2 separate regions of the Sus scrofa genome follow, and region 2 is linked to region 1. Evidence: chromatin contacts called from public HiChIP or PLAC-seq data. All regions are on one chromosome and are shown on one strand. The core of a region is the stretch at or near the end of the contact, and the rest is flanking DNA. Distances in the headings are between cores, read along the strand shown. Region 1 holds the start of KCTD20 (BTB/POZ domain-containing protein KCTD20). Region 2 holds the start of STK38 (serine/threonine-protein kinase 38).

The links. HiChIP or PLAC-seq counts read pairs in DNA pulled down with a chosen protein or histone mark.
Region 2: a contact with region 1 is called in an H3K27ac HiChIP or PLAC-seq map of alveolar macrophages. The contact joins the promoter of STK38 here to the promoter of KCTD20 in region 1. A contact is called at or near these places in 1 of 5 promoter capture datasets (fetal skeletal muscle), 4 of 47 Hi-C or Micro-C datasets (alveolar macrophages, fetal heart ventricle, psoas muscle and 1 more) and 1 of 2 datasets of contacts at active chromatin or transcription factors (alveolar macrophages).

What each region holds. Positions count from the first base shown.
Region 1 is chr7:32,144,060-32,151,373 of Sscrofa11.1, forward strand. It overlaps KCTD20 (BTB/POZ domain-containing protein KCTD20), which reads left to right and starts at 1,985. Exons shown (of 8, transcript XM_005665921.3): 1 at 1,985-2,169.
Region 2 is chr7:32,248,544-32,255,727 of Sscrofa11.1, forward strand. It overlaps STK38 (serine/threonine-protein kinase 38), which reads right to left and starts at 5,130. Exons shown (of 14, transcript XM_001929552.7): 1 at 4,804-5,130.

The DNA of each region.
Region 1 (7,314 bases), core at 735-3,234:
TCTTCCCAGAAAGGAAGAATTTATTTCAAGAACTATCTTGATGGAACATCAGAAAGGTTTTTTTCTTTCTTTCTTTAATTCAAAAGACTTAATATTGTACTTTATAGAAATGGAAATAAAGGCATAGAACAATTCTCTGTGCTACTTTAGTTGAACAGTTTGAATCCCATGACACATTAAAATTGGTTTATATTTACTTTTAGTATTACACACTGTGACAGAAACAATGCTATCTGTCCATGGCATCTTCTTTCTTGGTTCTCTTCCCAGGCACACAGGAAGTTATACCTCCCAAGCTGCTTAGAGTCAGTCAGGTTTAGTCATGTAACTAGTTCAGGCCAGTGAAATGTCAGCAGAAGTGACAGGTCCACAGCTAGAGGAGGCAAAGAAAAGCCCTTGCTGGATTCTGCAGTCTAGTTCTTCCACAATCCATGATGGGTTGACAGAGCCAGAGGTGGAAGCAGCCGGGAATGCTGAGTTACCCACTTGAAGGTGAGCAGCCTTGTAGAATCACTGCCTACAGGTGACTAATGGAGCGTAATAAGCTAGCCCATCCTTATTCAAACACAGTACCAGGTCCTTACAATCATTATAAGTGAAGTGAGAGAATAGGAACTGGGAATGCCCTCTATAGCTCTAAGATCAAATTATAATGATCAAGTTTATAGCTTGTTTTTGAAATTAAAGTTGTTGCCTTTAATGAGGCAATTTTGCTGTACAAGTATCCCACAACCATTTGCAACCTACTGGAATGAGATATTTGCTCATATTTCTTCCATTTCAATGCTAATCCTCATTAGCCCCACATTAATTGCTAGACTTACATAAAAAAGTTGACTCAAAACACTGTTATTAACTTAATAGGTTTTGAATAGTTTGCATAATCAATATAGCTTTTTATTTAAATTTCATAACTTTTATTATTTATTTATTTATGTCTTTTTGGGGCCACACCCTAAAAAGGCATATGGAGGTTCCCAGGCTAGGGGTTTAATCGGAGCTGTAGCCACCGGTCTATGCCAGAGCCACAGTAACTCGGGATCCGAGCCGCGTATGCGACCTACACCACAGCTCAGGGCAATGTCAGATCTTTAACCAGCTGAGCAAAACTGAGCGAGGCCAGGGATCGAACCCGCAACTTCATGATTCCTAGTCGGATTCGTTTCCTGCTGTGAAGTACAAAAAACAGAAGAAATGACAAAAAGGACTGATGCTATTTCTTTCTTTTCATGCTTTTTAGGTCATGGACTATATACAGATTTTTTTTGTTTTGTCTTTTGTGTTTTTAGGGCCGCACACGTGGCATATGGAGGGTCCCAGGCTAGGGGTCAAATGGAAACTGTAGCTGCTGGCCAGCGCTCACCGCAATGCAGGATCCTCAACCCACTGAGCGAGGCCAGGGATAGAACCTGCATCCTCATGGATAGTAGTCAGGTTCATGTCCTCTGAGCCACAAAGGGAACTCCAGGTTTTTTGAGTGTTGAAATATTTTACTCGTAGCACGGCCAATTTCCCACTAATTTGCTTCAGGTTGATTAAAAATTTGTAATTCTGCTTTATTTGCTATGGTATGTAGTTTCATTAAACTCAAGGTTAGGGGGAGAACGTGGGCATTTCCCGCCCTCCTTTCGGTCAGAATGCCTATGCAGATACGGGCTTCCAAGCAAAACGTGTTAAAGGAACTCCATCATTCTTGCCGTCTCCTCCACCAAAAGTATGCAAAGATCTGGCCTCCACAATTTTCTAAAAGCACTAGCTGTCCCAGGGCTGTGCGAGCTTATTTCACAATTCAGGTAACTACTAACTTTTCCGTTTTATATCTTTAATAATTGAAAGAGGGTATCCGCAGCTCGGAAACCAATCTACCCTGGTAGTGACGGAGTGAGAACGACCGCACTGCAGGGCTTGCGCGGGATGAAACGGGACCCCCTACTGCGTGTGGCCCAGCGGGCGGGCCCGAGCCCGACCTTCCCGGCGTGCCCTGCGCGCCGAGGGGGACTCTTAACGTGAAGTGCTGGGTTACTCAGCCGCGTGGCCGCGCGGGCCGAGGCGGGGGCGCGCGCCGCTGCGGCACTACCGGTCCCCGCGGCGACTGCTCGCGGCGCCGGGTGCGCGCGCCTCCCGGGTGGATTCGGGCCCCGAGCGCGAGAGCGCGGCAGGGAGCGTCAGGTAAGTCGAGGCGCGGGACAGGTTGGAGGCGAAGACCCGGTGTGGCAGCGGGCCTGGCCCCAAAAGGTGCTTTCCTGTCGGGGGCTGGGGAGCCATCTCCTCCGGGCGCCGCTCGGGTGGCCGGCGCCGGGTCGGACCTCCAGTTGAAAGGCCGCGGGGCTACGGTCATCTCGAGGAAAAACGTTGGCAAAGGAGTTGCGGCCGCTGGTTTCCTTGCTGAGGGTAAAGCCTGTTTTTGGGGGGCAGAAGGGAGTCGATTTATGTGGAAATAGCACCGTCGTGGGGACGACTAAAGTATCAACTTGACTTTTCTGCAGGCCTTTTGGTGTTTTTATCCCCAAAGAAGAAAAATGATGAGCCCTGCCGTGTAAATGGATAAAACGTTTGCAGACGCGTTCTTTTCTAGCAACTAATTGAATTCATTAAAAATTAGGTAGTTGGTCAGACTTTTTCCCAAACTCTGGAGCGGAGAGTGCACACTTTTTGCGCCCCTGCTTCGAAGTATGTCTTCTCTGCCACCCACAAATTGCTAGCTTTCATCAGTGCCTCTGAGTGTGAAAGCGCTGGGGGAGCCTGAACCGGTAATTTTCTTTTAAATAAAACCTTGCTTTGTATAGCGTTCAGTGTCTTCAGGTTTACAAGCCTAGTTTTGCTCTATTGAAAAAATCTATTTTGGAGTTTGTGATTCTTTCTGAAAATTCCTGGATTGAACCTACTGATTTTTAATCGAGAAACCAGTGAACAAACTAACAAGATAAACAAGGCTGTGAGGAACTGGTTAACCAGTTTATGAAAATGCGTTTTTCAGGCCCTTTTAATTGTTCCCTTAGTAGCTGTTAAACAGCTATCTGCAGCTGTTACCTGAGAATTTAAGGGTTTTTTTTAATGTTCCCCCAAACAAAGTGTTGTAGTTACAGCAGTTGAATATGATGAATCGGAGTCAAAGAACTTCACCCTCAACGCGTCCTGGTGCCTGACACTTCCACCCACCCCACCCCCCACCTCGATTCTGGGACAGTAGTTCTCAAAATAAGTTTGTGCCTTAAAAATGCCAAAACCCCTCCCAGAAATTTTAAAAATAATTTAAAAAAATTTTATACAATTTTTAAAGGTCACTTTCCATTTGCAGTTATTACAAAATATTGGCTGTATTCCTGGTGTTATACAATGCATCCTTCAGCCTATCTTATACCCAATAGTTTGTACCTCCTTTCCCCCTCCCCTGTATTACTCCACCACCACCACTAGTTTTTTTCTCTATATTTGTGAGTCTGCTTCTTTTTTGTGCTATTCACTGGTTTGTTGTTGTTGTTGTTGTTTAATTTCACATATAAGTGATACACAGTATTTGTCTTTCTGTGTCAGAATTCTTTCACTTAGCATACTGCCCTCCAAGTGCATCCATGTTGCTGCAAATGGTAAAGTTTCGTTCTTTTTTTATAGTTGAGTAGTAGTCCATTTTGTATGTGTATCACCTCTTTTTTTAGCCGTTTATGTTACTTCTTTGTCCTGGGAATTGTAAATAATGCTGCTATGAACATTAGGGCATGTATCTTTTTGAATTAGTGATTTGGGTTTTTTTAGATATACAACCAGGAGTGGAATTACTGGGTCATATGGTAATTGTGTTTTTATTTTTTTAAGAAACCTCCATACTGTTTTCCACAGTGGCTGCACCAATTTACATTCCCACCAACAGCGTACGAGGGTTCCCTTTACATCCTCACCAACATTTATTTGTATTCTTTTTTTGATGATAGACAGGTGTGAGGTGATATCTCATGATTTGTACTACTCCCAGAAATTTGATTCTAGAGATCAGTGATGGATCCTCTAGGCTGCATTTTAAGCACGCACCTCCTCCATTGTTCTGTTCTTGGTGATCCAGGGACCACACTTTGAGAAACGTCATCATAGGGCTGGCGTGAGAATTCTTAGAACTGCCCAACTTCCTTATCCCTTTGTTGATTTACTTTCCTCTGCTGCCTATCCAATCATAAGCCAAGGTCTGACTCTCTGGAAGGAAACTTCAGGAAGGATAGTGCTTTCTTGGACTCTGACACCAGAGTAGGAAATACTTTCATGCGTATTCCGATATTGCCTGAGAGGTAGTCCTTGCCTATTACTCTGTCCTTTTACCTCCTGGGGGCTGCTTTCAGTGTCATCAGTGTGTAAGCCATGCCGTTAGGCCATCTCCCTCTCCTCCCCGCTAATTCAGTCTCCTTCCCCTTAGAACCAGGGCAGCCAATGCCATGTAATTCCCATGGCCTTGAGGTCTCAGATTTCCTGGTGTGTAGCAGCACCAGTAGCATTTATGAGCGCTTTCAGTTCACCTGAACATGAATTCAGTCATCACATACCCCAGTAATGCCTATTTTGTGCAAAGCACTGTAATAGGTCATTTTAGCAACAACACTGCACAGAGGTTGCAGAGTTGCATTGCTCCCTTGAGGCCATAGGAGGGCTGGAGAGCCTCCTCTGCTGCCAAAAGCTTTTTCTGTTTCTTAGTCCCTCTTAAGATCGATGTGGAGAGGAATAAGGCTGGAGTTAGGCTGTGTGTTTTTGACCTTTTTCTGTCTTTCTTTTTGGTGTCCGTTTTTCTTATTAATCTTTTTCTATTGATTTACAAAATGTCATGTCGTTGCTTCTATACTCTGGGCTTCCCGAATCAACATGCCTACCCCTCCTTGGCTAATGGGAGTAAAAAGTTAGGGAAATTGTTGGAATACTGGATGTTTTCTGGTTGTAAGACCCAGAATCATGGAACTAAGAGGCTTAGAGAAACCAGGGAACCTATTGCAAGTTTCCCTAGTGCAATCCCCTTGCCTTTAAGATGAGGAGTCTGAGAGATGAGATGGCTGAGTGAGGACTCCTGGCTCTTAGCCCAGTGTTCTTCCCACTAAATCATTGCAGGAAGAATGCTTCAAAAATGGAAAAAGTTTGAAGAAACTCAGCTATAAGTAGATGAAGAAAACTGAGAGACTTTCACCCGAGTACAAAAGCAGTATTTGGAAAAATGGAGATTGAAGGACACTGTGTTCTAACTACATAAATAAACCATGAAGAGTGGAAATACTAAAATAAGGAACTCTGGAGCTTGAGATAAATAGTAAAAGAGTTCCCTCTGTGGTGTAGTGGGTTAAGGATCTGCAGCTGTGGCATAGGCCAGCAGCTGCATCTTGGATTTGATCCCTGGCCTGGGAACTTCCATATGCTGCAGGTGCGGCCAAAAACCATTAGTAAAAGAACAAATAAGAGCAAACAGTTACCTTGTTAATCCCAAGAAATTTAGGAACTTGGTATTTTTTTTTTAATTCAGTAAAGGTTAAGATAAATACACTGGTGAATTTTTATTATATACTAGATATTTGGACAGTATCCAGAATATTTTGAAGGTGCCACATAACTATACTGTCATCCTTACCAAAGTTATAAGTGTCTTCGTGGAAGATAGAATATAAGACTGATATATAGCTACTAATCTGATTGAGTATACGTCTGAAAAATAGGTTATTGGAATAGTATATGTCTTTCTGCAATAGTAGGCAGGAAGTAACTATGGCTGAAAGAAGAGAATCTTGAGAACTTCTTGCTAAAAATAGCAAGAAGTCCCCAAATTAGACCTTGTTGGATAGTTCTTGTGTATTCATGAAAGTAGAATTAGAAATAGTAAAGACTTAATAATTAGCAGACGTTGTTATGTACCAGACACTCTGCTAAATGTTTTTATATCCATTGTCTCATTTAATTTTCTCCATTTTGTAGCTAAGGGATCTGAGACACAAAGAACTGAAGCTTGCCCAAAGTCATTCACCTGGCAAGTTGGCAGGGCCAGTGTTCAAAACTTAAACTGACTACAAAACCATTTAAGATTTACCCTCAAAAGTGCCCTCATTATACTTCATTGAGTAGTGGTTAAGAATGTTGGCTTTGGAGCCAGTTTTTTCTGGGTTTAAATCCTAACTCCTTCCTTTACTAGCTTGGATATTTGTCAGTTTTTATGTCTCTGAAATGGAGGTTGTAATAGTGCCTTCCTCAGAGGGTTATTAGGATTGAGTTAATTCGTGTAAAATGCTTAGGTCTGTGCCTGACCATTTTAAGTTCTCAGGAGATGCTGGCTATTAGTTATTTTTTAATAATTTAAGATACTATTTTCTTTAGATGAAACTTTATCTCTGTTCTTTACTATAGCATGGGGCAGGGGCTTACTAGAATTTTGGGAAACACTTGGGTGTAGTGGAAAGATCTGTGACAGGATTTGGTTAAGATTATTAAAGTTCAACTTCTTAGAATAAAACAGCTAACATCTATACTTCTACATGAAGATCACAGTTTATACCTTAAAACCATGTAAGACTCCTTCCATGTATTTGCTGTAAATCACTGTTTTGGTGGGAGAGAGTGACATTTAATTTTTGCAGTTGTATCTGTGTTAGAATTTGTTCGAATTGCTGTAACGAAGTACCACAGACTGTTTAGCTTAAACAACAAATTTATTTTCCCACAGTTCCAGAGGCTGGAAGTCTCAAATGCAAGGTGTTGGCATGGTTGGTTTCTTCTGAGGCCTCTCGCATTGGCTGCCTTCTCCTACCTGTGTCTTCCTCTCCTCCTCTCCTTAAAAGGACACCAGTTACACTGGATTAGGGCCCACCTCAGTGACTTCATATCATCATTTTTCTTTTTCTTTCTTTCTTTTTTTTTTTTTTTTTTTTTTTTTGCTTTTCAGGGTTGCACCCAAGCTATATGGAAGTTCCCAGGCTAGGGGTCAAATTGGAGCTACAGCTGAGGCCACAGCCACAGCAATGCGGGACCTGGACCATGTCTGCAACCTACACCACAGCTCATGGCATTGCCAGGGATCAAACCCAGTCCTCACAGATACTAGTCTGGTTCATGATCTGCTGAGCCACAATGAGAACTCCCATATAATCTTAATCATCTCTTTAAAGGTCCCATTTCCAGTTACATTTTGAGGATTTAGGGCATTGAACTTCAACATATGAATTTTGAGGGAAACACCATTTTTTTTTTTTATGGCCACACCCATGGCACCTGAAGGTTCCCGGTCCAGAATTGAACCTGAGCCACAGAATTGAACCTGAGCCACAGCTATGACTTACGCCACAGCTGCAGCAGTGCTGGATT
Region 2 (7,184 bases), core at 3,880-6,379, 110 kb after region 1:
CCTAGTCCGATTCGTTAACCACCAAGCCACAACGGGAACTCCAAGCGTTACATTTTTTAAAAAGAGAACAAGATCACAACACCAAACACAAAAATTAAGAATATATAATATAAACACAGTACAATTCTTTGCCATCTAGGAATCTTCCTTGAAGATACCAAAGACCCATAAGGAGTCATACAGAAGGGAATTCAATGCAGCACTGTAATAACAAAGAAAAACTAGAGGAACTTGAATAGCCAACAACAAAACTGATAAAATTATGGGTAAATCCTACAGTGAAATAATAAGTAGACAATTAAAATACGTTCCAATGTTAATGTCAGGGAAAATATTTCCAATCTAAGTGAAAATAATAGGTTAAAAACACAAATGTATATATATCATTTCAATTTTATGTGTTTACTGTATGTGCACAGAATTATTAGAAATATATATCAAAATGTTATTAGTGGCTTAAGACTAGGCAGTGAGAATATACTAGATCATTTTATTCCTGTTTGTGCTTTTCCACATTTTCTATATTTTTTCAATGAATGCATACTATTGCCATTAAGTTATCAATGACTCTTTTTCTTTTCCATATGCACCTGCAGCATATGAAAGTTCCCAGACTAGGAGTTAAATCAGAGCTGCAGCTGTGGTCTATACCACAGCCATGGCAATAACAGACCTGAGCCACACAAGATCCTTAATCCACTGATCAAACCCGCACTCTCAGAGAGACAAGATCAGGTCCTTGACCCACTAAGCCACAACAGGAACTTCACCAATAACTTTTACTTCTTAACATTTAAAAAACTTCATGTAAATTTTCAGATTTATTGGCACAAAATTTGTAATCACAGTAGCATCTGTTTTTGGATTTTATAATTGAAATATAATTGATGTACAATATTATATAAGTTACAGGTGTACAACAGTGATCCACAATTTTTGAAGGTTATACTCCATTTATAGTTTTAAAATATTGGCTATACTCCCTGTGTTGTACATGTTACCATTACCTTTTATGTCTTTTTTTTTTTTAAGACCCGCTCACTCAACATATGGAGGTTCCCAGGCTAGGGAACCTCAGAGCTGTAGCTGCGGGCCTACACCACAGCCACAGAAATGCCAGATCCGAGCCATGTCTCCAACCTACACCACAGGTCATGGCAACGGGGGATCCTTAACCCACTGAGCGAGGCCAGGGATCGAACCTGCATCCTCATGGATGTTAGTCAGACTTGTTTCCGCTGAGCCATGACAGGAACTCCACCAGTAACTTTTAAATTTATAATTTCTATAGTTTAAAAAAATCTATGACTAAAATCTTCATCTATATGTACTGTGACATGGCTTACAGTATTTGATAAACATCTGCTATCTATGTGAATTTACAAATTAAACAAAGACCTACAATGGAAACAGTATCACAAAAAAACCCTAAATCATAATTTTAATGACAGAACATACTTTACAAATAAAGAGAACCTAATATCCTAGCTTTACATATTTGAAAACCAATACCAACAAGGTTGGTAGTTTATATATATATTTTTTTTCCCTAACTTTTTATCTCATTTCCCTAGATTTTTTTTTCTTTTTTCGGCCACAAGAGTGGCATATGGAAGTTCCCAGGTCAGGGACTGAATCCAAGCCAGATCCTCAACCCATTGTGCCACAGCGAAAACTCCCGTGGTTTGTTTGTGTTTTTTGTTTTTTTGTTTTTTTGTTTTTTTCCTTTTTTCCCTAGATCTCTTTGGCCAACCTACATTGTCACATTTGGCTGGATTATTCACCAACCTTGACTTGCTCCACCATTTGCAATAATGCTCAATATTTTATCTTTATCATGCCTCCCACAGGACCTGCCTCCATGTCTTATCATGTCAATATGAAGCTGAATGAAAATGAGGAGGGGCCAAGGGCCATTTTCAAAGATAGCATATTTTATGAAAAGTTTTTCTTAAGGTTCTCACCTTAATACTTAGCAGTTTTTTAATTGTTTTGCAGATTAAACCTAGGGCTTTTAAGAAATGTGCAAAACACTAAGAAAAAAGGCTTAACATTAAGTAATTTTAGAGAAAGACACTAAGGGGAAATTACAGAAAGAATAATCTCTTCAGAGCAAAGAGATTCAAAATCAAGGCTCTAGTGGAGTTCTCCTGTGGCTCAGTGGTTAACGAATCTGACTAGGAACCATGAGGTTTCAGGTTCAATCCCTGGCCTTGCTCAGTGGGTTAAGGATCCAGCGTTGCTGTGAGCTGTGGTGTAGGTTGCAGACGCGGCTCGGATCCCAAGTTGCTGTGGCTCTGGTGTAGGCTGGCAGCTACAGCTCTGGTTAGACCCATAGCCTGGGAACCTCCATATGCCTCAGGAGCAGCCCTAGAAATGGCAAAGACAAAAAAAAAAAAAAAAAAAAAAACAAGGCTCTAGTTCAAACATTATGATTCATGATCTGCCAAAATGATCAGTAATCACAAATTCAAGACATTGAACTCATCCCTTCCTTATATAAAATGTTATTTTTTTATGGGGAAGTTTCTGTTACTATCAAAGCAAACTCAAATGTTTTTAGAATATCAGTAGAATTTTTTTTTAAAAAACCTCTGTCTGGTTTATGAAGCTTGGGTGTGGTTCCTTATTTGTCAGTCTGTACCCCCTCCACCCACAATGAAAACCACATGCACTCTAAGTTTGGTGAAGAAATTTTAAAACCAGATTTAAAAACAAGTCTGAAGCAAGAGAGGGTTTTGTACTCCTCCCTTGTAGGAATATTTCTGCAGAGTGTTTTTGTCTCTCTACATATATATATATTTATATTTTAACAAATGAAAGTACTTCACATAAAAATATAACTAGAGAATGTTTAAGCTTAATACAAACAGTGCCTTCCATATAACAGGGCTAATAAACATAAGTTGAGTAAGTTAATGATTTTCAGTTGTCAGCGAAGCTAAGAATAAAATCACATTTACATTGACAGGATATAAAAACTGGGGAACAAAAGTTTTGACCCATTTATGTTGCTAGCATGTTCCCCAACTTTGTAAAAGATCAACAGAAGATTAAGTGTACTCAAAGATGCTCATATGGCAGACCAGTAATTTTCTAGCAGAATGGTTTTCAACCTTCACAGTCTCTAATGTAATAGCAAAGGATGAACTGTCCTTCCCTTTGACCTTTCTTCAAAACCTCCTCCCTGTCCTTTTCCTCCCCTCATAAAAGGATTAGCTTAATTCCAATAACCTTTCATCAAAAATTACAATCACTTTTCCTCTGTAACAATTAGTAGGTTTACTGGGCCCACCAAGTACTTGTTGTAAGACAGGGCTTTTCCTCATGCTTTAGACAACTCAAGCCTTCCTGCCCTGACCACTGAAAGCCCTTGCCCTGTTTCTTTCATTCTCCAACTCCGTAGAATTAATAGCTAATAAGTAGGGGAGAAATTCTTAAAAAGCTTAAAAACTTTAACAAAAAAAACTGTGATCCTCATAAGTCAGGGGTAGGTACTGCAAACAGTAAAAGGAGACCAAATGAAAACTCTTGTTTTATTCAATCCAGGTGATTTACGGTTGACTGTCTCTACAATGGGACTGTTAACTCCACAAGTACCCCTTTTCTCACCAATTCTTTAATTCATTGTGACTAACAACCCAATACTTTCATTTGGACAATTCAACACTGGGGCTAAGACTATTCCTTGAGAGTCACATATCTAATTTCTACTAAACTGTAAGCCACTGAAAGACAAGTACTCTGTCTTATACTACTTTTAGTATCCTTCACCATATATATCATGCACGATGCTATGCACTTAGTAGGTACCTTATAAAAGACTTAGTAGGGAAACGCCCATTTCTTATGCCCATTACTAAGAGCTAAGAACATGTATCTATGAAAGGGGGCGCGGTTAGGACAGGAATGGTTTTCTTAGAGTCAGATAGAGTTGTTCCTCCTGTGCTCTGATGAGGAAGCTGCTATCTAATGTCTGGGTGGAGAGTGGAGCCTGTTATTGTGGTGCTGGTAGTTTTAGGCTTAGGGAAACCACATCCACTGCCTGGCTAAGTCTAATTCAGAGCCAAAGAGAGCTGAAAGGGAGAAGCAGCACAGGGTCTCCTTCACTGCAACCTTTCTCTACACTTTTCCAAAAGAACAAGTTCCTCCGTCTTTTAGTCACCTGGGAGCGCTGGCCTCCCCACTTTCCCTGCTGCACACTTTCTCCAAGTCTTTCTGCACAGACTTTGCTTTAAGTCCTTAGTGATTTGCCTTCTCCACTCTCTTCTTAAAAATCTCCCACTACAGTTTCTTGTGGTTTTCAGATGACCTGAAGCCCGGGACCCTAAGACTAACCGTAGGGAAGGGGGCAGATTCAAAGGTCCCGTGGGGTGGGGGCTTTCGACATCGCTGCCTCACACAACACCTCTCACGTTCTTAGACAACCCCTCCAAAAAGGTGAAAATTGTTAACGACCGACATCCCGGAGGAGACTGAGCGGGTGGCAGTGAGCAGACAAAGCTGGCAACACAGAAAGAAGACAGCCTGGCTCCCCACCCCAAATGCACACGACTAAAGAGAAAGGAGTGGTGGGGAGCCCGGGGCTGGAAAAACGTGCCGAGGACCCACAAGGAGCCTCTGGAAGCCGGGAGGAGGGGGGCTGTCTGTCAGGGGGGGCTGTCTGTCAGGAGGGGCAGAAAGAGCAGGGCTGGAAAGAGGGCGCCAGCAGGCAGGGGAGAGCCCCAAAAAGAGTCGGGGAAAGAGGAGAGATGAAGGGAGAAGCCTGAGCCAGACTGAAGACAACAGCAGCAAGATACTCACCAGAGACCCGGGGGAGGCAGGGCTGAGGGCGCAGACAGCCGCAGACGCCGGCCGAGCCAGCGGACTCGACGTGCGGACAGGCGAAACCCCAGCGGCAGCAGCCAGCCGACCAGAAGAGGGGTGGGGACGCGTAAGGAGCTCTGAGGTAGGGGGCCGAGGGGCGGTTGTCGGTGAGGACAACAGGAAGCGCCCCAACTGCCGGAAAAGACGACAAGCGGAGGGGCCGAGGCAGCCGGGTCCCCAGCCGCGGAGACAGGCTGGCGCGGCGGCCAGGGGCCCAGACTGCGCAAGCGTGACTTCCCAGCGACGCGGCGCGGGCTTTCCGGTCTGCGCGTGCGCGGCCCCGCCCCTCTCCGACTCAATTCAGCAGGAGAGACTGGGTTGCGCTCAGAAGAGTGAGGTGTGGGGCCTTATCCTGGTGGGCGGGGCTCGGCTCGGGAAAGGGTCTTTTTTTTTTTTTTTGAACTTTTTACTTTGAAATAATTTTTCTCACAAGAAGTTGCAAAATCAGTACAAAGAGGTCCTTTTTACCCATCACCCACTCAGCTGCCCTCAACATCTTACATAACTAAAATCTATGATCAAAACCAGGAAATTGACATTGGCGGGATACAATTAACTACACCAAAGCAATTAACTAGATTACAAACCTGCCTCGTATTTAACCAGTTTGGCAGGCACTCTGTGTGTGTGAGTGTGCGCTCGTGCGCGCGCTCGTCTGTAGTTCTATGAAATTCTATCACTCTAGTAGTTGTGATCCCCCGCTTCTCCTGGATGTTTCGACCGTCCTAAATAGGTCCTCTGGAGGGCTTGGCCCCACCTCCTCTTAAAGTAAGGATTAATGCGACTTGACTTGGCTGGGGTCATTGGATAACAGGAGGTCATCCCAGTGTGCCCAGAAGAACCTGCTTTTCAAGGCTACCCAGCAGCTTAGTCTGTACCACCCCTTGGGTTAAAGAGGTCCCAAGCCTTTGGACAGTCATTCCTTCCTTGAGAGTGGAGCGCAGTGCTCTTGACCAGTAAGTGTCAGGCTTCTGGAAACAAGATGAGTAAGACATGGTCCCTGCCAGCCTTCAAAGAAGTCATCTAGGCAACGAAAGAAACATGTGTGAAAGTCATTCTTCAGGGTGCTTTATGATATTATGTTGCCCCCACGCTCTTGTGTAGCTGTGTAAGACCGTGGGTGTTGGTTTTATCCTTCAAGCTTGGGGTCCCAGGCTTTGTTTCCTTAATGGTCTTAAAAACATAGGCCTTCCTTGACTGCTTTCATCTTTCTAGACTTCAAAGCCCGGTTTCCTTTTGTCTAGCACACAAAAACCACTTCATCTTTTGTTCTCTCAGCTCAGAGGCCCTTCTCCCCCAGTGCCTTTGTCAAATTCTTCCCCAGCCTTAACGATTTAGTAACAGTGCCAGATGTTTGCATTAGCATTTTCAGTTTACAAACCACAGGCAAGCACTTAATCTCAGGTGATCCTCAAAACTCTTTTTTTCCTTCTTCCATTTTTATTGAGGTATGATTGACACACAGCATGCTATAAGTTTAAGGTGGGCAGCATAATGATTTGAATTACATACATCTTGAAATGATTATCACAGTAAGTTTAGTGAACATCCATCACCTCATGTAAATACTTTTTTTTTTTTTTTTTTTTTTTTTGCTTTTTAGGGCTGCACCTGCAGCATATGTAAATTCCCAGGCTAGGGGTCCAATCACAGCTCTGGCTGCCGGCCTACGCCTCAGCCACAGCAACACCCAGATCCTTAACCTACTGAGCGAGGTCAGGGATCAAACCACATCCTCATGAATGCAAGTCAGGTTCCTAACCTGCCAAGCTACAACAGGAACTCCCAAAAATATTTTTTCCTTGTGATGAGAAATTATTTACTCACTTAACCACTTTCATATATAACATATGGCAGTGTTAATTATATTTATCATGGTGTACATTATATCTCTAGTACTTGTAATTGGAAATTTGTATTTTTTGACCACCTTCACCTAGCTTCCCCTTCCCCACTCTGGTAACCACAGATCTGAATTCTTTTTCTGAGTCTGTTTGGCTGGTTTTGAAGTATACGACACTGTGTTAGTTTCTATTATACAAAATAGTGATTCAGTATTTCTATACATTTCAAAATTATATAAGTCTGGGAGTTCTCATGCGACTCAGCTACTGGCATTGTTTCTGCAGTAGCTGAGGTCACTGATGTGGTGCAAGTTCGATCCCTGGCCTGGAACTTCCGCATGCCCTGGGAGTGGCCCAAAACAAAAATAAACAAGCAAAAAGAGATATAAGTCTAATTGTAAGTCATCTCACAAAGATATTACATAGTTATTGACTATATTCTCCATACTGTGACTCATTTATTTTGCAACCAGA